Regions from separate parts of the Mus musculus genome. Here regions 1, 2, 3, 4, 5 and 6 are each linked to region 7. The links are chromatin contacts, called in public promoter capture Hi-C maps. All regions are on one chromosome and are shown on one strand. Each heading gives the region's core, a stretch centred on a gene start, on an enhancer-like site or on the middle of the called end of the contact. The rest is flanking DNA. Distances are from core to core; before and after follow the strand shown.

The links. Promoter capture Hi-C pulls out the DNA fragments that hold promoters and counts their contacts.
Region 1: a promoter capture Hi-C map of stem cell-derived epiblast-like cells shows a contact between it and region 7, with 2.3 times the contacts expected there. The contact joins the enhancer-like site here to the promoter of 3830406C13Rik in region 7. A contact is called at or near these places in 10 of 39 promoter capture datasets (the 3T3-L1 cell line, the C10 cell line, cranial neural crest and 7 more), 1 of 115 datasets of contacts at active chromatin or transcription factors (embryonic stem cells) and 1 of 9 other capture datasets (embryonic stem cells).
Region 2: a promoter capture Hi-C map of liver shows a contact between it and region 7, with 3 times the contacts expected there. The contact joins the promoter of Psmd6 here to the promoter of 3830406C13Rik in region 7. A contact is called at or near these places in 10 of 39 promoter capture datasets (the HPC-7 cell line, HPC-7-derived erythroid cells, cranial neural crest and 7 more) and 1 of 9 other capture datasets (adipose tissue).
Region 3: a contact with region 7 is called in a promoter capture Hi-C map of liver, with 3 times the contacts expected there. The contact joins the enhancer-like site here to the promoter of 3830406C13Rik in region 7. A contact is called at or near these places in 6 of 39 promoter capture datasets (the 3T3-L1 cell line, 3T3-L1-derived adipocytes, the HPC-7 cell line and 2 more).
Region 4: a contact with region 7 is called in a promoter capture Hi-C map of the HPC-7 cell line, with 4 times the contacts expected there. The contact joins the enhancer-like site here to the promoter of 3830406C13Rik in region 7. A contact is called at or near these places in 4 of 39 promoter capture datasets (3T3-L1-derived adipocytes, the HPC-7 cell line, hematopoietic stem and progenitor cells and 1 more) and 1 of 115 datasets of contacts at active chromatin or transcription factors (embryonic stem cells).
Region 5: a contact with region 7 is called in a promoter capture Hi-C map of pre-B cells. The contact joins the promoter of Atxn7 here to the promoter of 3830406C13Rik in region 7. A contact is called at or near these places in 2 of 39 promoter capture datasets (cranial neural crest and pre-B cells) and 1 of 115 datasets of contacts at active chromatin or transcription factors (astrocytes).
Region 6: a promoter capture Hi-C map of hematopoietic stem and progenitor cells shows a contact between it and region 7. The contact joins the promoter of Thoc7 here to the promoter of 3830406C13Rik in region 7. A contact is called at or near these places in 6 of 39 promoter capture datasets (3T3-L1-derived adipocytes, the HPC-7 cell line, hematopoietic stem and progenitor cells and 3 more).

Annotation. Positions count from the first base shown.
Region 1 is chr14:13,900,648-13,903,425 of GRCm38.p6, forward strand. The region is part of intron 2 of Gm281 (cadherin-related family member 3); the gene reads right to left. It also overlaps the pseudogene Gm18576. Among named protein-coding and RNA genes, the nearest start is that of Gm281, 12 kb to the right of the region's middle. Within about 2 kb of position 1,339, at least 104 of the 459 cell types and tissues checked have an H3K27ac peak or open chromatin away from gene starts, as enhancers often do. A contact at or near this core is called in embryonic stem cells, liver and stem cell-derived epiblast-like cells, where this site is marked.
Region 2 is chr14:14,119,655-14,122,354 of GRCm38.p6, forward strand. Psmd6 (proteasome (prosome, macropain) 26S subunit, non-ATPase, 6) reads right to left here and starts at 1,291. Exons shown (of 8, transcript NM_025550.3): 1 at 1,085-1,291; 2 at 333-538. The coding sequence starts at 1,229.
Region 3 is chr14:13,994,331-13,997,030 of GRCm38.p6, forward strand. It overlaps a transcript of Atxn7 not described here. Among named protein-coding and RNA genes, the nearest start is that of Atxn7, 17 kb to the right of the region's middle. Within about 2 kb of position 1,286, at least 18 of the 459 cell types and tissues checked have an H3K27ac peak or open chromatin away from gene starts, as enhancers often do. A contact at or near this core is called in liver, where this site is marked.
Region 4 is chr14:14,063,595-14,066,294 of GRCm38.p6, forward strand. All of the region lies in intron 4 of Atxn7 (ataxin 7), which reads left to right. It also overlaps the pseudogene Gm31222. Among named protein-coding and RNA genes, the nearest start is that of Atxn7, 52 kb to the left of the region's middle. Within about 2 kb of position 1,392, at least 81 of the 459 cell types and tissues checked have an H3K27ac peak or open chromatin away from gene starts, as enhancers often do. A contact at or near this core is called in the HPC-7 cell line, embryonic stem cells and hematopoietic stem and progenitor cells, where this site is marked.
Region 5 is chr14:14,010,996-14,013,983 of GRCm38.p6, forward strand. Atxn7 (ataxin 7) reads left to right here and starts at 1,496. Exons shown (of 12, transcript NM_139227.4): 1 at 1,496-1,755; 2 at 2,078-2,374; 3 at 2,592-2,660. The coding sequence starts at 2,089.
Region 6 is chr14:13,959,954-13,962,653 of GRCm38.p6, forward strand. It overlaps Thoc7 (THO complex 7), which reads right to left and starts at 1,360. Exons shown (of 8, transcript NM_025435.3): 1 at 1,232-1,360. The coding sequence starts at 1,250. It also overlaps a transcript of Atxn7 not described here.
Region 7 is chr14:12,282,798-12,285,661 of GRCm38.p6, forward strand. 3830406C13Rik (RIKEN cDNA 3830406C13 gene) reads left to right here and starts at 1,406. Exons shown (of 5, transcript NM_178141.3): 1 at 1,406-1,460; 2 at 2,588-2,671. The coding sequence starts at 2,619.

The DNA.
Region 1 (2,778 bases), core at 89-2,588, 1.6 Mb after region 7:
ATTAGCAGATCATGTTTCTTTTCTACCATACTCTGCAGTTCCCATGTTTCTGATGCTTGCCATTTGACTTGGCAGTTCCTATGGCTTGTGCATGAGACTTTCTTCAACTAATAGCTTATGAGTAGATTTAAGTCTCTAAATGTACACATGGGCTCAAGCTTATATTCTGGTTTTCTTTTTGTTCTGATGGAATATGCTTCTACTAGTCACTGCTTTTAGAGGTTTGAGATTTGAGGGACACAAGAGCTAACCATAACCTGAAACTAAACCAGTCTAGGGCAGCTCAACTGTTAAAGATGTTATTGCACTGAATTGGGTCCTCTTTTGGGTCTCAGAGAGCCAATGCAGAAAGACCAGGTGAATGTCAAGCATGCAATAGCTTTGCAGTATGAGTACTTTGAGTCTTAAGGAACCCAGATATCTTATAAAGAGCAATGCGCCTATGTGAACTTCTCCCAGTAGGAGAATTAGCTTTATTAAAACTAGCAAGTAAGTAGCTCTTTCCAACAAATCTCCCAGATTCCACAGGCTCTCTCCTTTATCTCCATTGCAGTCAGATTTCTCACCACACTCCCTGTTCAAATCTGGTCTCCTCTTTTCAGGATCCTTCTTTCTACAGGACTTTTGCACATGACCTGAGATGTTTTCTCCCTCTTTTATTCAATTCCTGCCCAGTCTGCAGAATGCTTTTCAGATAAAGCTACTTCAGAGAATACTAAGTAGATCTTATGCCTTTGTTTGGACTCCCACCTGCCGGGAGCCTCCCAGCCCGAAGAGGGTAGTGGTGGAGTCACAAAGTAGGACTCTGGTGATGGCTTTAAAAGTCTGAGAGTCTCAGGGCTTTCTAGGTCTCTTACTGTACTGAAATGCTGATAATAATCTCTAAAAAAGTCCTAAAAACTTTCTTGCTTTGTCTGAAGGAAAAAAAAAAAAAAGTGACCTAACCTGTATCTTAACAGCAGAGGATTAAGCAATGTGGCCTTTGTTCTATCTCAGCAGGAACGGTGTGGCTTTAACTTTCAACCTGCTAGTTGGAAGTTGCAGGTAGAAAAAGGAACACTTGCGCTCGGCCTGCGTTCCGCTCTGGCCCGCGGCGGCCGCTAGCCAACCCTTCCCGGAGGTCTCAGCCCTGCCTACCGCCCGGCGTCGCGCGCCAGCTCGCTAGGGCATCCGGGCCCCCGCAGGCAGAAAAATATGGTTCAGGAGACTAACCAGACCCCAGTGCCCATGCTGTGTAGTTCAGGATGTGGCTTTTATGGGGTCCTAGGACAAATGGAACGTGTTCTTGTTTCCTACGAAGAACATCTTGAGAGACGAATAGTGGCAGAATGAGCCCAATGGGGACATCTAGTGGTTCCAACAGATTCTGCATCTGTACAGAGAGCAGATGCTAGTTTCAACAATTGTGAAGGTGCTGCTGGCAGCACATCTGAAAAATCAAGAAATGTGCCTGTGGCTGCCTTGCCTGTAACTCAACAAATGACAGAAATGAGCATTTCATGAGAGGACAAATTAACTATCCCGAAAACAGAGGTGTCAGAGTCAGTTGTCACTCAGCTCAGTCCATCAGTTTCTCAGCCCAGTTCTTCTCAAAGTGAAGAAAAAGCTCCTGAGTTGCCCAAACCAAAGAAGAACAGATGTTCTATTTGTAGAAAGAGAGATGGCCTTACAGGGGTTGACTGCCGATGTGGAAATTTGTTTTGTGGACTTCACCATTACTCTGACAAGCACAACTGGCCATATGATTATAAGCAGAAGCTGCAGCAAAAATCAGAAAAGAAAATCTAGTTGTTGTGGCTCAAAAAATCCAGAGAATATAAAATTACTACATGTGAAGAGACTGAAACTTTGTTTTTATTTTAATATATCGTAGGAAAACATTAAAGAGCAGATGCATGGCCATTTTCCTTTGATGTTCTCCAGAGTTTTGCTTTATACTTGTCTGTTATATAATTGATATTTTAGGATGTTTGGGTGTTTGTTACAGGCAGAATTGCCTCCCCTCAGTAAAATTGGACAAAAATATGCACAACAAATTGAAATACACATATACTAGGAACAAAATTTAGTTCCATGTGCCAAACTAAATGAATGAAATCTCTGCATGTTTGCAGCATATCTGCCTTTTGGGAATGTAATCAAGGTATAATCTTTGGCTAGTGTTATGTGCCTGTACTTAAAAAAGAAATAAAATTAAATTTAAAAAAAATTTCAAAATAAATAAATAAATAAAATGGTACACCAGAAAAGGACTGGCAGTCTACTACCATAGTCAAACTTCACCTTGATTTCAACATGACTTTTGGAAGGAGGAAGAAAGCTACAAAACTGGTATTTGGTACCATGTGTAAGCCTGGTTAAATTGGTCTTCTAAAAGCTGTCAATTAGGACATTCTGCGAAAGGTAACATCACAACTGGTTCTAAGTAAAACCATCAAGTCAACAACAGGGTGCCTGAGATAATCTTTGAAGGTTATTGTGCTGGCCTGCACCAGAAGATATCTGCATTCTCATTACTAAAATTGTAGCACAGAACTGCACTGGGATTTGTTTACAAGAAGAAATTAAACTCTGTTTGGTTTTCACATATAGCAGCTCTGTCAGTATACTCCACTGATGCTTGTCTGGTAATATCACTTCTGTGTTATAATGGAAGGTTTTTTTGTGATGTATGAAACTTGTGTTTTTTATATATAAATGAGTATAGTTAGATTAGTGTTGTGGTAATGCCTGTTTTCATCTGTAAATAGTTAAGTATGTACACAAGGCACTACTTCT
Region 2 (2,700 bases), core at 41-2,540, 1.8 Mb after region 7:
CACAGTAAGGAAGACTAACGCACACCTTGCTCTGTTAAGAGCAGGGAATTGGGTGCTGCAACATTGTCATGTATCTACTGTTCCTGTACTGACTCTTCAGTACAGGTAAATATGATTATCCTTCCAGTTAAAACAGAAAGATTCTCTTATCCAGTGAGATATTACTCATTTGCACTGATGTACAACATTGGTCTGTACCTCCAGAAAATAGGGAGCACCTCTCATCTGCAGAGCGGGCAGGGCATCTCACTGACCCTGTCACCTACCCAGAGCGGGCAGGGCATCTCACTGACCCTGTCACCTACCCAGAGCGGGCAGGGCATCTCACTGACCTTGTCACCTATCTGACAGAGGTACTCTGCTTTTGCCATCATTGCATCTCGAATTTCACTTTCTCCCAGATTCTTCTCTGCATCCTCCAGCTCCTCATCCAAACGTTTCAACTCTTCTTCGTTTGCTTTCTTCATTTTACTCAGGAGATCCACGTCCATCTGCCAGTCGAGGGATTTACACAAGGCTTCATAATAAGGAGCCATATCTAAAAGCCACAAATCACGCATTATGAGGTATCCTGTTAGCTTCTGCTCGCTTTTCCCACCCCACCGAAGGTCAGCTAGCAGACGCCTCCCAACTATGGGCCTGGGTAGCACGGCTAAGGTTTGAAGCTGGGAGCCTGCTTGAGAGCCGATCTTAGCAGGTCTGATCGCGACTAAGGCCAAGGGGAAGGGAATCGAATCCTCAGTTTGCTCTGGTCGGCTCCTGTTCCAAAGGAGTCCTCATGTCAGGGAAAGGACACCGATTCGACTCGACTACTAGGGACAGAACCCTGACTGTCCCTTGGCCGGCAGCTAAACACCGACAGGCATCACTAAAGCCGCGGCGCCTTTGCCGGGAGTCCAGCCGCGACAAGCACCCGAGGCTTCCCTGGACGTCTCGCGGCGGGGAAGAACCCACTAAGGCAAGCAAGCCCCTCTCGGGTCCAGGAGGCCTCCCTAGGGGTCTCCATGAAGCCTCGACCGGAGACGCCCGCCAGGCACCCCGACCGCCCCGCCTAGGCCGCTGACTCGGCGCTCGCTGGCCTCACTGTTTTCCCGGACGGCCGCCATCAACTCCTCGCGCACCGCCGCGTCCCCGCGGTGCTCCGGCAGGCTAAGCAGAAACCGCAGCTGCGCGATGCGCAGGTCGGGGTTCTTGGGCAGTCCCTCTTCTTCTAGGTTTTCTAGCGGCATGGCTACAGCACAGGAGCCGGCTGACAGAACCAAGCACAGCCCTGGGCCACCAGCGGAAGCAGGAGGAGTCGTCACAGGTTCCCCAGAGCCGCCAGTCTGACTTCCGGTCGCGTCTCTGGCTCCGCCGCCCGCAGCGTCCCCTGCTGGACATCGGCGGGAGCACCTGGCGCTGTCCCCTTTTTCTTTAGGTCAGAGTTGGGCCCAACTTTCATTTCTTGAGTATCTTTTTTTCTTCCTTTTTATATAATATTTGCAACGGATAGGATCTGGAAATCCGCCAACAGTTTTAAAATATAACACAGATGAGAAAAACAATAAAAACAGTTTTCCAGGGACATCTTTGTTTCAATACTCTTGAACTAGGGAGAGATTCTTTTGGTCCAGATTGTAGACAAACAAACTGGAACATAGCGAGATTTGAAAAGTGGCCAGCTAAGGTTACACACCAGCTACATGACAAGGCCTGTGTAGAACCTATCTTCCTTACATTTAAAATCCACATTCTTCCCTATTCTAAGAAAAGAGTACCCCGTGTTTCCAATTATTAATTCAGTGATTTACATTATTTTTGTGTGCACATGTTGGAGGAGTCTTCAGAATGGGTAATGGTCTATAAATCCTACTGTGTGACACAATGAGAAATGTCCCACTGAGTTTCAATATTTGACCACATGGTCCCCATTGGTGGTGCTGTTTGGACACCTTAAGGAACCATAAAAAGGTGTAAACCCTGCTTTAGGCAGTCGCTCACTGGGGTAGGTTTGAGAATTTCTGACCTCACCCCATTTCCAATTCTTTCTATGTTCTCTCTGTGTGGTTGAAGATGTGATCTCCCAGGTTCTTGTTCCAGCCTGTTTCTATGCCCCTGCCACTACTAAGGACTCTCAGAAAGTGCAAACCAAATTAGACTCATGAGCTGCTTTGGTCATGGCGTTTTATCACAGCAAGAAAAAGTAACTAGTAAACCCACTGCACGGACTTTCTGTCCTTTGCTTTTGTTAGGCCCTGCAATTGTGATGACTGTAATCTGCTACCCCGAGAGAATCTCAACACAGAGACTTATCTTACCACAGAGACTTAAAGCCAGGATTTGCATCTCAGTTGTTGAATTCCTACTAGAAGTTTACCTTTGAACACAAGCTCAACTTCTACTGCAGTGGATCTTTTATGCTGGCCCAAAATTCTTCTGGGTTCTGAAATATGATGTCCCATGAAGGATGTGTGGATCCAGGTATCACACTCTATGTGATGGTTACCATATGTCTGACTTTTGGAACAGTACAACACAAGGATGTGCTAGAATTGGTGCTATTTTATGTTATCAGAATGTTATAACTTTGTATGGAAACTGATCATCAATCCTTTCAAGAAAGATTCTGTAGGAAGCATCCTAAGACATTCATGAATGGGTTTAGGGCAAGAGGAACTAGAGCTTTAAATCAAGCCCAGTATAGAGATATTTCAAGACTGG
Region 3 (2,700 bases), core at 36-2,535, 1.7 Mb after region 7:
ATCAGTTTGTTAGTCATCAGTCCTTTGACTCTGTACCTCACTGCATTGTTTTTACATCTTGTTGAATCATAAAGAACAGAGTGAGCCTTCCAGATAGTCAGTATGTGTCTGTTATTTTAAAGGTATAAGTTGACAGGTTTCATAGGTGTAGGCTTTCAAATAGCAGCATTAAACATTAAGTGGAAACTCATTAGTGGAAATTCATACAGTGATTTTTAAGCCCAAAGATGTTGACTCTGGACATATTGAATAGTTGTTTGTTCCTTTTTTTTTTTTTTTTTTTTTTTTTTTTTTTTTTTTTTTGGTTTTTCGAGACAGGGTTTCTCTGTATAGTCCTGGCTGTCCTGGAACTCACTTTGTAGACCAGGCTGGCCTCGAACTCAGAAACCCTCCTGCCTCTGCCTCCCGAGTGCTGGGATTAAAGGCGTGCGCCACTACGCCCAGCATTTGTTCTTGGTTTATTGTAAATCTAGTGAATTTAAGTTCATCATAAAAATAAATTGCATTTGTTGAAGACTTGTTAAAGTGCCTGAAATTTTAGCTGTTTGGGTCCACAGAACACATGTAATAATTTAAAACGTGTGATAACTTAAAACTAAGATTGTAGATTTCTGACTAGCTTTGTGTTCACTATTTCAGTCCTTTGCCACCTTCTTCTTCTTTTTAATCTGAACAGATTAAGAAGGAAGGACTTGTACAGCTGCAGCAGATGAAGATTCACTGGTAAACCGACCAGCGGAGTCTTGGCCTGCACCTGAAGAAAAGGTAACTGACTCTTCTGATGGAGCAGAGCTGGATGAATGCGTTACTTCCAGTTCTAGTACAATTTGAGTGTCACCAAAGGGTGACAATTGGAGTATTTGAAGAATCATGAACTTCTGAGTGCTAAGTGACAGTGGATGTAAGGAAGACAGTAGTGCTGTTGGGCATTTGCTTCTTAGCTCAGAAGCTCCTGTCCAGCACCGCTTGCATACATTTATCAAAACTTGAGGAACCTATCTGCTACAAGTAAAGGCCTGCACCACCACCTCCTGGCCTGTTGGAGGAAGTTTTTAGAGACAGGACTCCTAGCTCTCTGCTAAACTGTGCCCACCCTTTCCATAGGACGTTGTCGAGTATGTATGCTCTTGTGTCTTCCAGCCCCATGGCCAGCTCCAAGCTTGAGCCCCACCTACTCCCTCCCCACACAGCAGAGAGCAGCTGCTAAAGGAGAGTCCTCAGCAAGACTGACAGACAGAAGAGTCAGGCATACTTAGGGCACCTGAGGCCTTTCCAGGCTGACAGGGAACTCTGCGACTCGAGGCAGTCCTGTGTCTCACAGTCACAGCGGTCATAGTTAGCATAGCTTCTCAGTACAAAGTGCAGTTGGCATTTGGCCAGATGACAGAGCTTCACAGAATTTGGAAAAAGGGTAAGGAATCCTGAAAGAGCTTAGTTTTTTTTTGTTGTTGTTGTTGCTTTTGTTACATTTATTTATGACATGTTTCTTTGTGTGTTACTCTGTCTTGTGTGTGTGTGTACACATGGGTCACATGGAAGTCAGAGAACAGCTTGTAGGACTTGTTTCTCCTCCTCCATCACATGGGCCTGGGGAACTAACTTAGGGTGTGAGGCTTGGTGTCAGATGCCTTTTCTTAATGTGCCGTCGTCCCTGGACGGCTTGGAAGAGTTTAGATTAGTGATAAAATGCCTCCCTTCTCTCTATCCTTGAAGGAAGTGGGGTGGGGAAGTGGAGGCTTATAAGTTACAATTCAACTGCAGAACAGAAGGCAGACAGGAAGGACTAGAGAAGCTTCAATCTCAGAAATAGATGAGCACATACTTGAACTACAAATGCTTGCTTCATCAGGTCCTAAGCTACTGTAGCAAAAGTGGGAAACATGCTGTACAACCTGCATGTTTATCTGCAGAGATAACACTCTCTCTCTTACCAAGCCAGCATGTGAGAGCTTTAGGAAGGTGGCAGTTCTGCATGTAAAACAACAAGCATTCAGTCAGCTCTGACAGCTCTCTGATGAAGGACCAGGATTGTTATCACAATGTACGGTATTCATTGTGAAATATTAGGGAGGTGCCGAAAAGAGGGGACAGGACTTTTCTTGCATGGTGGCTGATTGCTGGCTGTAGTGGGGTCCAAGGAGGAAAAAAAAACATTTTGAAAAACGCCGGAGAAGCTTTTTAATGCTGAGATAACTTCTGTGTGCAAAGATTATCTGTTAGAGGAAGAGGAGAAGAGTAGGGATAACTTCCATGACTTGAATATTCACTGATGGACGTGTTTTATGATGCTGTAGCAAAGACTCATACAACACCAAGAAGTAAATAAGAAGGGACAGGGAATGAAGAGTTGTACGCTCACAGATGTACTGAGCAAACAGAAACCAGTCATTGGGCCAGGTGGAACTGTGAGGACGTGTCAGGCCCAGGGTGCGTCTCAAGGGCCAGCTCCTTCACGTGCAGTCTCTTTCTCTCAGGTGTTATTTATAGAGGGCACTTTACATGTTATGCTCTTTTTTAGGCACTATAGATAACTTAATAATCCAAAATAATACACGGTCTTCTTACCGAATTCACATTTTTAACCAATAATTAAAAATTACATGTATTTGGTATATATAGTATATGGCTTTGAAATGCATACCATGAAATGACTAAACTGAGTTAATGTTACTACACATAGTTGATCTTTATTTTATGTTT
Region 4 (2,700 bases), core at 142-2,641, 1.8 Mb after region 7:
CCAAACGTGCTCCTCAGCCTTCCCCTGCTTTCCTGACTCTAACTGCATAAGAGCCCATCGAGTCTCGGAACTATCAAAGAACTGAATATCCCTGTGCTGTTTTCTCATGCAGAACTAGGAGTCTTGTTAGTAGGTACTTTAGTAACAGAGTGACAAAGTGCTCGTGTTCTGCACATTGCTGCTGTCTACTTAGCAGTACTGGTGCTTGTTCTCAGGTTTTTAACAGTCCCCACTACTTTTAAAGAATGGCCATGCTGCAGCTTCCACGGCCTGACATGGGCTTCCGGATTATTTTTTTGTCTTTGACCCTTTGAACAAAGCCACTCTTGGGCATATGTGTAAGTGTAGTGATAGTGCCTTGTGTGAGAGTCTCAAGAAAGGATTCTGGGTCAGAATTAGTAGTCATTGCATTGATGCTAGCTGCTACTAGATGGATTTACAAAAGGATGGAGGTTCGTTGTGTCTGTTGTTACTAGCCATACCAAATATTAATCCTATGGGGGGGGTGATGGATTTATTTTCTGAATTTCTATGTACTTTTCTAAAGTCTCTCACATTGTTTCTTATACACACGTGCACGCAGGCACACACACGAGGCAAAGAATTATTTCAAAATGAGTGACTTTAAAATACTCTAACAAGTCAAAGTAATTTTTAGTATTGTAGGGAATTTCTGTAAACATTCTGTATGGCTTTTACCTTGGGTGGGAAAGTGGAATTGTTCAATCTGGGATTCGTTCCTGCAGTGTGTAACATGGAGTGAGCGTTCAGCAAGATTAATTGCAAGGCCAAGGAAATACGTCATCATTTTTCTGGTCTCAGCATCCTCTTTTCATTTGGTGTAATTCATTATCTCTTAATACTGTTCATGTTTGTCCATCAATTGATAACGAAGCTTAGGGATCAGACAGTGGTTCACACACCTTTGTAAATCAGACCATGGGGGATAATGTATTGTCTGCCTTACATTCATGAAGTGTGTGATTTGGCCCTGAAAAGCCATCTCTTGCTAGATCAGAAGAGGTAAGGCAGAGTAAAGCTACTGTGTAGGATTAGCCCCTAAGGTGAATTATCTCATATAAACTTCGTTTCCCACCTCTCCTAATGAGCATTGCATAATAGCATAGCTCTGTTTTTTGGTGAAGCTAACCTGATTCTAACTCTAGTCTTTGAGGCCCTCAGCTGAATGAATTGCTTGGTATTTCCAAGTTTGAAAATACTTTCTTCCCCTTTCAAGTGTTCCTTGGCAGCAGCTAAGGAATGTTAAAGCTGCTTTAAGTGCCAATTAAGGCCAATTATAACCTGCCTGGCCTGCTGAGACAGTGGAGTTAGTGGAGGCCTGTGTTGTTGTACGATGAGGAACTGCCTGCAGCCAGCGATGGGAGCATAGAATTTCATAACTGCCAAGGGCTTGTTTGTTCTCAGAGCACGGGATGACTGACACTTGTGCTGTTCAGGAAATCCCGGGGTCTGTGAAGGACAGACTAGTTTATGTAGTACTGACTTACATGGTACTCTTACTCTTTGGTTTCTTCAGAAGCTGCCTGACACCTGGATTGTAATCGGTGATAGAGCAGACTTCCTGAGTTCCTGGCTGTGTACTTGGTATTGCAGTGCATGCACTGTTTAATTTACACTCTTCCTGTAGGAGGAGGCATGATGCTAGGTGAATCCAGATCCTTTCCCTTGAGTTGGAACTGTTAGACCGGTCCCTCTGGCTGCTCTGAGTGCTGGTTCCCAGGAGAGGGGGACGGCTCCGTGACTCTTAGCCACAGTGGAATGGCAATGTGTGTGTCCTTGTAACTATGGTAATGTGTGTCCTTGTAACTATGGCACTTACAGAATTTTTGGTCTGGAAGGATGTTATTTACTTTCATTAAAATCATCTTTTAGTAAGTAATTTTCATCTTTTTAGTAAGGTGCCCTAATGATTTCCATAAGAAAAGATATGTGACAATCAAAACCAAAAAGTATACAAAAAGCTTTCTGAGCACTGTTGGGAAATAATTTAAGCAATAGTAATGCTTTTCAAGAAGAGCAAAGCTAGGACTGGCCGAAACAGAATTTTCTACAGAGCACTGAGAGCATTGAGTGTTTTAAGCTTTAGTATGAACTTTAGTCTTAATTTTTGTGTTTATGTACAGCTTGTCAGTGTAAAAAATTATGTTCTCCTCAGTCTTCACTATCCCGCCTGCTTTCTCTCACATAGTAAAAGCACAAGCTCAAAGTTATTTCTCTTAGGTATGAACATGTCTGCATCCCAGCTGCCCTGAAGGCTGAAGTAGGAGGTCAGAAGTTTTAGGGCTAGCCTCATTATTAGCAAGACTGTCTCAAAATAAAGTAGGCAGTAAGCAGACTACAGGGATCTTCCCTAGCCAGGCACAGGGCCCTCAGTCCCAGAGCAGTCATAGATTGCCTGCTTTCAGGATCTTTTTTTCTTACTAGCACTGTCACCATATACAGAAGGGGACATTAGAAAGGCACACACACACACACACACACACACACACACACACACACTAAAAACACAAGTGGATAATGGCTGTTCTTAAATTGTTCATTTTTTAGATATAGTGAGATGGAAATTAAAACTACTTTGAGATAGCATTCCCTCTCCCCAGTCAGAGTGGCTATCACCAGTCAATCTCAACAGTTGGTGAAGCGTGTTTGGAGAGAAAGGGATCCTCACACACGGTTGGT
Region 5 (2,988 bases), core at 246-2,745, 1.7 Mb after region 7:
ATCCCTTCTATAAAATGACACAAAACCTATACACCATCTCTCAGTCTACAGCACATCACCTCGGGATTACTTACAGTACTTACATAAAATGTAGATTCTATGTAAATAGTTGTTACATTGTATTTAGATAAATTTTAAAAAATATGTAACTGCCCTGCATGGATACAGTATTTATTTATTTTTATTTATTTATTTATTTATTTATTTATTTAATTTTTTGGGTTTTTCGAGACAGGGTTTCTCTGTATAGCCCTGGATGTCCTGGAACTCACTCTGTAGACCAGGCTGGCCTTGAACTCAGAAATCCGCCTGCCTCTGCCTCCCAAGTGCTGGGATTAAAGATGTGTGCCACCATGCCAGGCTCAGTTTTTAAATTAAGGAAAATATATTCCAAACTTCAGTTAGTTGAATCTGTATGTAGGTGTATAGCCTGAGTGTTCAAAAAGCAACTGTCCTTTGATAAACACTCAGCAGATTCCTTTTTGGATTTCTTGGTGTGCAATCCAGTGGGGGGGGGGGACCCTATAGACACATTTCTAAATGTGTCTCACAGAAATTGTGTTTCTGCTTTATTTATTTAAGACAAGCTCTTACTGTGTTTCTCAGTCTCACCTGTATTACGATGCTGCACACTTGCTTCAGCCTCCCAAACACTGGGGACTCTGGGTGCATACCACACCCAGCTCAAGCTTTTAAACTTGCACCTATGTCAAACCCCTTCTCCAAGTCCTGGCTTTAATATATTATGGAAACATTTTCATATGCACTTTTGCGTTCATTTTAACATTTGAAAGGTTTTTTGTACTTCAACAGAGATGTTGGTCACATCTGTCTTACTAAATATTTGCCCCCCCCCCCAAAGCCAACAGATAATAGCAGCAAGTCGAGAAAGCTCACCTCTTCATACAGTCCCAGAAGGCACCTGTAAGCCTGAGGCTCTGAGCAGGCTAAAAAGATGCTGCTTTACTGAAATGAGATAACAGCTTAATAGGAACTAAAGGCACCCTGTGGTGGTCCACTCCTGTGCTTTACTTGTTTGATGGTCGGGGAGGGGGTGACTGTATGTGCTAGTGCTTATTAATTTGTGATCCAAATCTGACGAACGTCTGGTATATTCCTTAAGCCATGGGGGTCTCATCGGATTCTAGGAAAGACAGCCATAAATAGTGAGAGACTAACAACCCAACTTTAAAGTGATACACTGATTTTGTAGCTTCCTTCTTGCTGGAGAAGAAATTCAAGTTCGCAGGACACAGTGTGACCTTCAGTTGTGGGCACTCAAGTGCACGTTCCTGGCTGGCCAAGCAGCAGGGGCTCGATGCGGACGCCTGGGCTAACACCTGGGCGGCATTTTCACACCTGCCACTGGCAGCTTTGGTTTCTGGGCGTCCGCACAGTGGCTGCTTCCCATTCATGCTCCAGCTACTGTGCAGCCTCCCGCGAGCCCAGAGCGAATTGCTGGTGCCCGGGGCTCCGGAGGGAGGGCCTGGGCGACGCTTTCGTTACTGCGCCGGGGCCGACCGGCAGGCTCTTCCATAGGTGGCTGCGTTTCCGACTTCGCCCTGGCTCCACTCCGGGGGCTTGACGTGCAAACTTCGCCGGAGCGAGCAGAGAGGGAGGGACCGGCGAGGGGGAGGAGGCGACAGGAGGCGCCTCCGCTTAAGGGAGCCGGCCGGGCGCCGCCGCTCGGACGGACGCGCGGACGGAAGGAAGGAGCGGGGCTGCCGGCTGGGCCGGGATGCGAGCGCCCGCAGGGTGGGCAGCCGCGGGCCGGGGCGCAGGCAGGCCTGAGGTCGCGGCAGTTCGGCTCCGGGCGCTGGCCTCCCGAGCCGGGCCCGGCAGGGCGGCCAGCGCCGCAGTGGCAGCCGCAGCCGGCGCCCTACGAGGGCCGCGGGAGGCGAAAGCGAAAGCCGGTGGCGCCGCGGACTTTGCGCCCGGGCGGGGAGGCGGGCGGCGGCAGGGGCCGGGGGCTGACAGCACCGCGGGCCTGCGGGCCGCGCACGCCGCCGGAACTCCGCGGAGCCTCCTTAAAAGCGGCCCCCGCGCCACTCTTTTCCCCCTTTTTGTTACATTGTAGGAGCGGAAAGAATGTCGGAGCGGGCCGCGGATGACGTCAGGGGGGAGCCGCGCCGCGCGGCGGGCGGAGCAGCGGCCGCCCGGCAGCAGCAGCAGCAGCCACAGCCTCTGCAGCCCCAGCGGCAGCACCCGCCGCTGCGGCGCCCACGGGCGGAGGACGGCGGCACCGGGGACACCACCACCTCGGCCGCCGCCATGGCGACGGTTGGGGAGCGCAGGCCCTTGCCCAGTCCCGAAGCGATGCTGGGACAGTCGTGGAATCTGTGGGTGGAAGCTTCCAAACTTCCTGGGAAGGATGGTGAGTGTCCACGCCTCCTGGTTCCCCCCGCCCCCCCGCCCCCCTCCTCTGGCCCCGATCCCCTCCCCCGCGCCGTGTCCTGTGGCCGCCCCCACGGGGGTCAGAGATGCTATCTTCTGCTGGGTGCCCACACCTACCCGGAGCGTGCGTGAGCGTGCGTCACACTCCTAGCCACTGACCTGCCTCTCCCCTCCTCCTGTGTGTGTATATCTCCTAGGGACCGAATTGGATGAAAGTTTCAAGGAGTTTGGGAAAAACCGCGAAGTCATGGGGCTCTGCCGGGAAGGTGAGTCCAGCCCCCCTGGTGGAGTTTGTACCCAACCTTGGGGAAGTTTTCTTGTTGCTTCAGCCCACCTTCCCTGCTTGCCACATTGAGGTCTCTGCTGAAGAGGATGGAAGAGGGTGGGTAGAACATTTAGGAAGAAATCTCATTTCTAGGGGCTCTCTGTAATGGGCAGCAACCTGGATCCCTTCTGGAAAGGGCAATTCAAAGTGATGGGCATAGGAAGCAGGCAGGGAGTTTAACATATATCTCTTTAGTTATGGACAACACCTGGAAAGAAAGAGTTCTAAGCATTGGAAAGTAGTGCCTTTCTGGGGAAAGAAAGAGTTCT
Region 6 (2,700 bases), core at 110-2,609, 1.7 Mb after region 7:
GGAAATTTCATGGTGTAAAGTTTTCTAAGTTCTATATGCCATCTTGAATTTCTTTCATCATTTTGGCAAGTGGTTGGTCACTTGTAATTCCAGTTTTAAAACACCTATTTACCCTTCAAAGGAAGGGGGAAAGCAAATTTGTCAAGTTTTCTAATCACCAGTAGAAAGACCACCTCAGTTCAATTCCCAGGACCCATCTGGTGGAAGTGAAGAAGTGACTTCAGCAAGTGTCCTCTGACTGCCACTCTAGTAGGGTGGCCTGCCTGGGGGAGGGAGGGAGGCAGAGACAGCTCAAAGAGAGGCAGGCAGGCGCGCGCGCGCGCACACACACACACACACACACACACACAGCCACCCTACCAATTTTTAATGTTTACAGCCACTGCAGACGTATAAGAGGAAACACCTTTACCTGCTGCTTCTGGGTATCAAACGTGTTCAGTAAAGTATTGCCTAGAAGTAAGCTAAGTACTTCCTGAATAAATTAAACTCGAATTAAAAAAAAACAAAACCAAGGTTAAAATCCCCCCTACCAAGTTCCGAGGCCTTTATTTATACCCACATCGGTATTTCCTCGGCCCGTCCTCAAATTTGGGCCGATCGTTGTTCATTTCTGGAAGTCCCCTGTTTCTCCACTGGGATCCATAGCTATTGATCAGCCCATCAAACAACATCAAGCCACCGGAACCTTTCTACCAAAGCGGGTACCTTCTCAGTTCCTGCTCCAGTTGCCTATCGTGTCAGTCCATCCTTCTCCCAAACGCGCTCTTATTTCTGCTCTCAGCCCACAGACATCTACTGTCCACCATCCATCACTCCTAATCCACTCAGGCCAACAACTCACCCGCTCCAACATGCCTTCCTTTTGTTGCCGCGGTCCAAGCCGCCGGCCTCTTCCCATGCTGGCGCCTTACCTTGTAAGTCGCCCAGATACACTTCCCGACCGGCCCTCCAGACACCCCTGTTCCTCTTAGCCGCCGTCCCCAGCTCGGGGTCCTCACTCCACCGCCCTCCGAGCTCCTGCGCTCCCTGGGGCCCGCCGCGCTGCCCGTGGGCCCGACCCAGCCCGGCCCGGGAAGCCCCCCAGGCGGCCCCCTCGGGGCACTGCATCGCCCGGGCCGAGCGAGCCGCCCTGCGCCTCTCCCCGCCGCGCACCGCCCCGGGAGCCCCCCACCCCAGACGGCCCGGATCCCGGCGCTGCCCCGCGTCCCCGCACCCGCCGAGGCCTCACCGTCAGTCACGGCTCCCATGGCGTGCGCGGCGGCGGCGGCGGCCGAGCTGAGGCGGCGGTTGGCGGCGAAGGTCAAACTCCCACAATGCAGCCGGGTAAACAGTCATGGAGGAGGAGGCGGCGGCGCCCGCCGCCCTCTCCGACTTTTGAGTCGCGCCGGCGCGCGCGCCGCGCCGCCGCGGACCCGCGCTCGCCGCTCTCCTGGGGCGCGGAGCGGCCGGCGGGTGAAGGGCGAGACGGGCGGCGGGAGGGCGGGCGGCGGCGGCTGGGCCCGGGGACACCGCCGTCCCGCCCTGCCCGCGCCCACAGGCCGCCCTGGAGGCCGCGGCCAGCCGCCAGGTGAGCTTCGGGCTGCGCGCGCTCGCGGGGCTCCGCGCCTGACGCTCCAGGTGACCTCTGTCCCGGGCTGCCCCGACCGTGCGCTCCGGTGGGACGGGGGCGCGGCCACTGCCGCCGTGGGTCTCGAACCCGTATTCTTGAGGCGGGCGCGGCAAGCCATCCTCCCTTCCTGAGCTCTGGCGGGTGCTGGCGAAGCGGGGGAAAGAAACTTGGTCACCTGTCTGGGGAGCGTCACTCAGGACCCAGGGCTCAGGTCCCTCCGGTTCTCACCTCTCATCCAGTTCTCCCTCGCTGCTGGAATCCAGATGGGGTGCCTTCATTTTCATACTAACTTTGCTTTTCAAAAACTGCTTCTTAAAGGGAAGTTGAAAGTAGGTGTTGGGGGTGGGGGTGCTGCTCATTGCAAACACATTACTTGGGGGTGCGGAGTACACATTTCTAGAACACACTGCAGGTTATAGTGTCATCTCTTCTGAAAAATGAAATAAACCACCCCCCTCCCGGGGGGGGGGGGGGAGTCGGGCAGTGAATGCGCTCGCCTTTAGTCCCAGCACTTGGAAGGCAGAGGCAGGCAGTCGAGGCCAGTCTGGTCTACAAAGTGAGTTCCAGGACAGCCAGGGCTACACAGAGAAACCCTGTCTCGAAAAACAAAAAACAAAACAAAACAAAACAAAAAAACAAAACAAAACAAAACAAAACAAAAAATCATTTTGATTCAACATTGAGGAATGTTCTCCTAGTGGAACCATGTTCCTGTTGAGAGTTGATTTGACCTCCAACAGGGTAGAGTTTGACTTTATAACCCAGGTTTTTGTTTATCAGTTTTCATGATCCCAATCCCTTGAACCTTCAGATCCTGCATAAGGCAATGGTGTGGGGTCATTTTTTGGTTGTTGAGATTTCTTAAGTGGGATCCATGCATCGGCCCTGTGTTCCCTCAGTTCTTTCTAGCGGAAGACTTGGGATCATTCAAGGGAGGTGGTTTTTAACCTCTAGGCAGAACTATGTATGGGTCAAATACAGTATCTACTTTTGTCACAAAGGCAGAAATTACCCTGAATGAAGATTTTGAAGCATAAATGACCTCTTCCAAATGTGGAACTGCTCGCTGACTTTTTGAAAGAGTACTG
Region 7 (2,864 bases), core at 156-2,655:
GCTTTGTGACTATGCAAAGGCTATTTTATTCATGGGAGAGCCCAGAACACAGAACCATTCAAGGGTCTATTTTTAAAGAGGGAGGGTGTGAAGCAGTTTAACAACAGATCTGCCAAGCACAGGTTACAGTGCTTCAAAATCAGGAGAAATTTCACTCATCCAGTTAGAAAATGCACAATAGGAAACCAAAGTCAAAAATATTTTTCTTGATGCTGGAGAGAGATGGATCCAGCAGTTATGAGTTCTGGCTGTTCTTACAGAGGACAAGAGTTCTCATCACAACAATCAAATAAAGAGTCTCAAGGGGATCTAAATCTCTATTCTGCCCTTTGAGGACACCTATATACATTGTAGCATACCATCCCAACACACACACACACACACACTCACACACAAACACATACCAAAATTTAAAGGGAACTTTACAAAACACAAAATGTTCTTTTGTTGTGGAAAAAAAAAATGTGGCTGGGGAAGTGGGAAGTCCCACACTGAGAATGAAATAATACCTCTATTGAGAGAGTAGCATTATAAGATAGGAAGAGCCAAGTATCATAGTCCATGCCTTTACTCCCAGGACCAGAGGCAGAGAGGCAGAGAGGGGGAGAGGCAGAGAGGCAGAGAGGCAGAGAGGCAGAGGTATGTCCTGTGATTTAAAGGACTAGCCAGGTCTACATAGTGAGACCTTGCCCTAGAAGTAAAGAAGTGAAGATACCTAAGTGTGTAGAAAAGAGGCTTTCAAAATAAAGGACACACTGAGTTCAAAGTGTCTAAATTCGGTGCTACATTTAATGTAGGTAACCTAGGAGGAAAAACTCACTTAAATGTGTTCTGTTTACCCTTTACCAGCTGTGCAACTCTTAGTTAAGACTTTATCACTCTTCCATATCTCTATCTATAAGCAAAGAATAAACAGAACTACTCGCTCACAAAGTTATTTCAAGGAATAAAATGAAGCGTAAGGGTACACTTCTGCACATGGGAGGAGTGCTGTGGGCTAAACAACACAAGGCTGTGAACTTGCTGTGTTGATCTGTGTGCGACCTAGAGGCTGCTCTGCAGGCCTCGGATGAACAAACTTAATGACAAGTCTTTGGATAGTCCCCACAACACTCACGCCTTCCCCCCCCCCCCCCCCCACTGGAACATTCCAAAGGAGGAATATGTTACAGGGAGGAAGCCAACTGTACTCCCCGAAGACTTTATAACATATGCAGAGACCACTTTTTAAAAGCTTGAGCTATCACCACATCTTCTTCCAGGTTTCTAAGGCCCCTTTTGGGGAATCTTCCACAGTCTCATCTCCCTGAGGTGCTCGAACCCGCGCCAGAGCCAAGCCAAGCCAAGTAGCTGGGACTCTGACTGACGTCAGGAGCGTAAAGTACGCAAACATGGCTGCCTGACCACGCCCAGGTCTTGCGCAGGCGTCGTCCATGGCGCGTTCCCGGAAGAGCTCAGAGGTGGGCGCAGTGTGGTCACAGCCCGTAGCCCCTGAGGCAAGGGGGGGATGAGGAGGAAGCTAATGAGGGGAGCCAGGTGACCAGAAAGGTTTTCCAGAGTTTTCTGGGACGAAAGGCGGGACTTGGGGTGGCCGTTGGGCGCTTCCTCGCTTCAAAAGGCAGAGTTTTTCTTGAACTGCTCCCGAAGGAGAGGAAGAGAGGCGGCAGGAGTGGCTTTCCAGGGGCGCCTGGACGCTGCCCTGGTCGGCTGCAAACCTCGCCGGGAGGAAGGCGAGGAAGCCGGGCGTGAGGTGGGCCCTGGGCGGAGAAGGAGCCTGCTGAAGGGCCGGGCAGGCCCCTGTGCAGTGTGCGGAGCACCCAGAGCTCGGGCGTCCGGTCGCCATCCGATCCTGAGCGAGCGGCGTTTAATTTCAGAAAGTTTAGGGAAGTCTCCTTCACGGAATGTCAGTGTTGGATGTGTCTCCCTTTGGTGGGGCACCTTTAGCTTGTGTGCTCAGCCTAGCGCGTTCAGAGCACGTCATTAGCCCACCATCTATACTTGTGCAAGTACTTTAGCCAAGGGGAGTGGTGCCTGGTGTAGTGTGCCATAGGAAGTCTCCAAACGCGAGTGCTGACTTGCTAGAACGCGGCGGGCAGACTTAATCGACTTTTTCCTAAGTTACACATGTAAAAATACTTCCCCTGTTTGGAAGGGTCATGGTAGCACTGAGCAGTCTTCCGCTAAAGGCAAGACCATGAGTTCCCAGTTGGTCCTCAGACGTGTTTGCCTTTCTGTCTATGAGTGTGTGTTGAATTTTTAGGTTTTTTTTTTTCTTTCTGTTAAAATGTCCATTAGTCTTAGTGCCGGCTGTTTGTTTGTTGAAATTCTGTTTAAGATTAGAGCTTGGGTGGAGGTAGCAGATATGAAGCGTCTTGAGTTTACCTGATCCATGGTGTTTTGAGTGAATTTGACAAATGCAAAAAAAAAAAAAAAAATTAATAAAAATGTGCTTGAGTGCATTCTTTCACATTACACATAAAATTGTCAGTTTTCTCTTTTGAGAGAATTAATGTATTGTTTCAGTACTAAAACCAAATCGCACAGTTGAACACATGGGTAAAGATAACTAAATGTTTTTATTATTTAGCAGAAAACTTATAGCCCAGCTTTGATTAAAGATGGCTTCCTTGTTTACTCAAGAAATTCACCTTTCTAAAAGACATGAAGAAATGTAAGTTTTTGAAAAAGATACTTCAAATACAGAGTGTATGTTACCTTTATTAGTGAAACATGCACAGGAAGACAAAAATGTGAAAGTATCATTTTCTGACAGGACATTTTATTGTAGATAACTTCATTGTCTCTTAAGAATGAGAGTAAACGACACAATTATGTTCTAAACATCCACATAGCTATTTATTTTT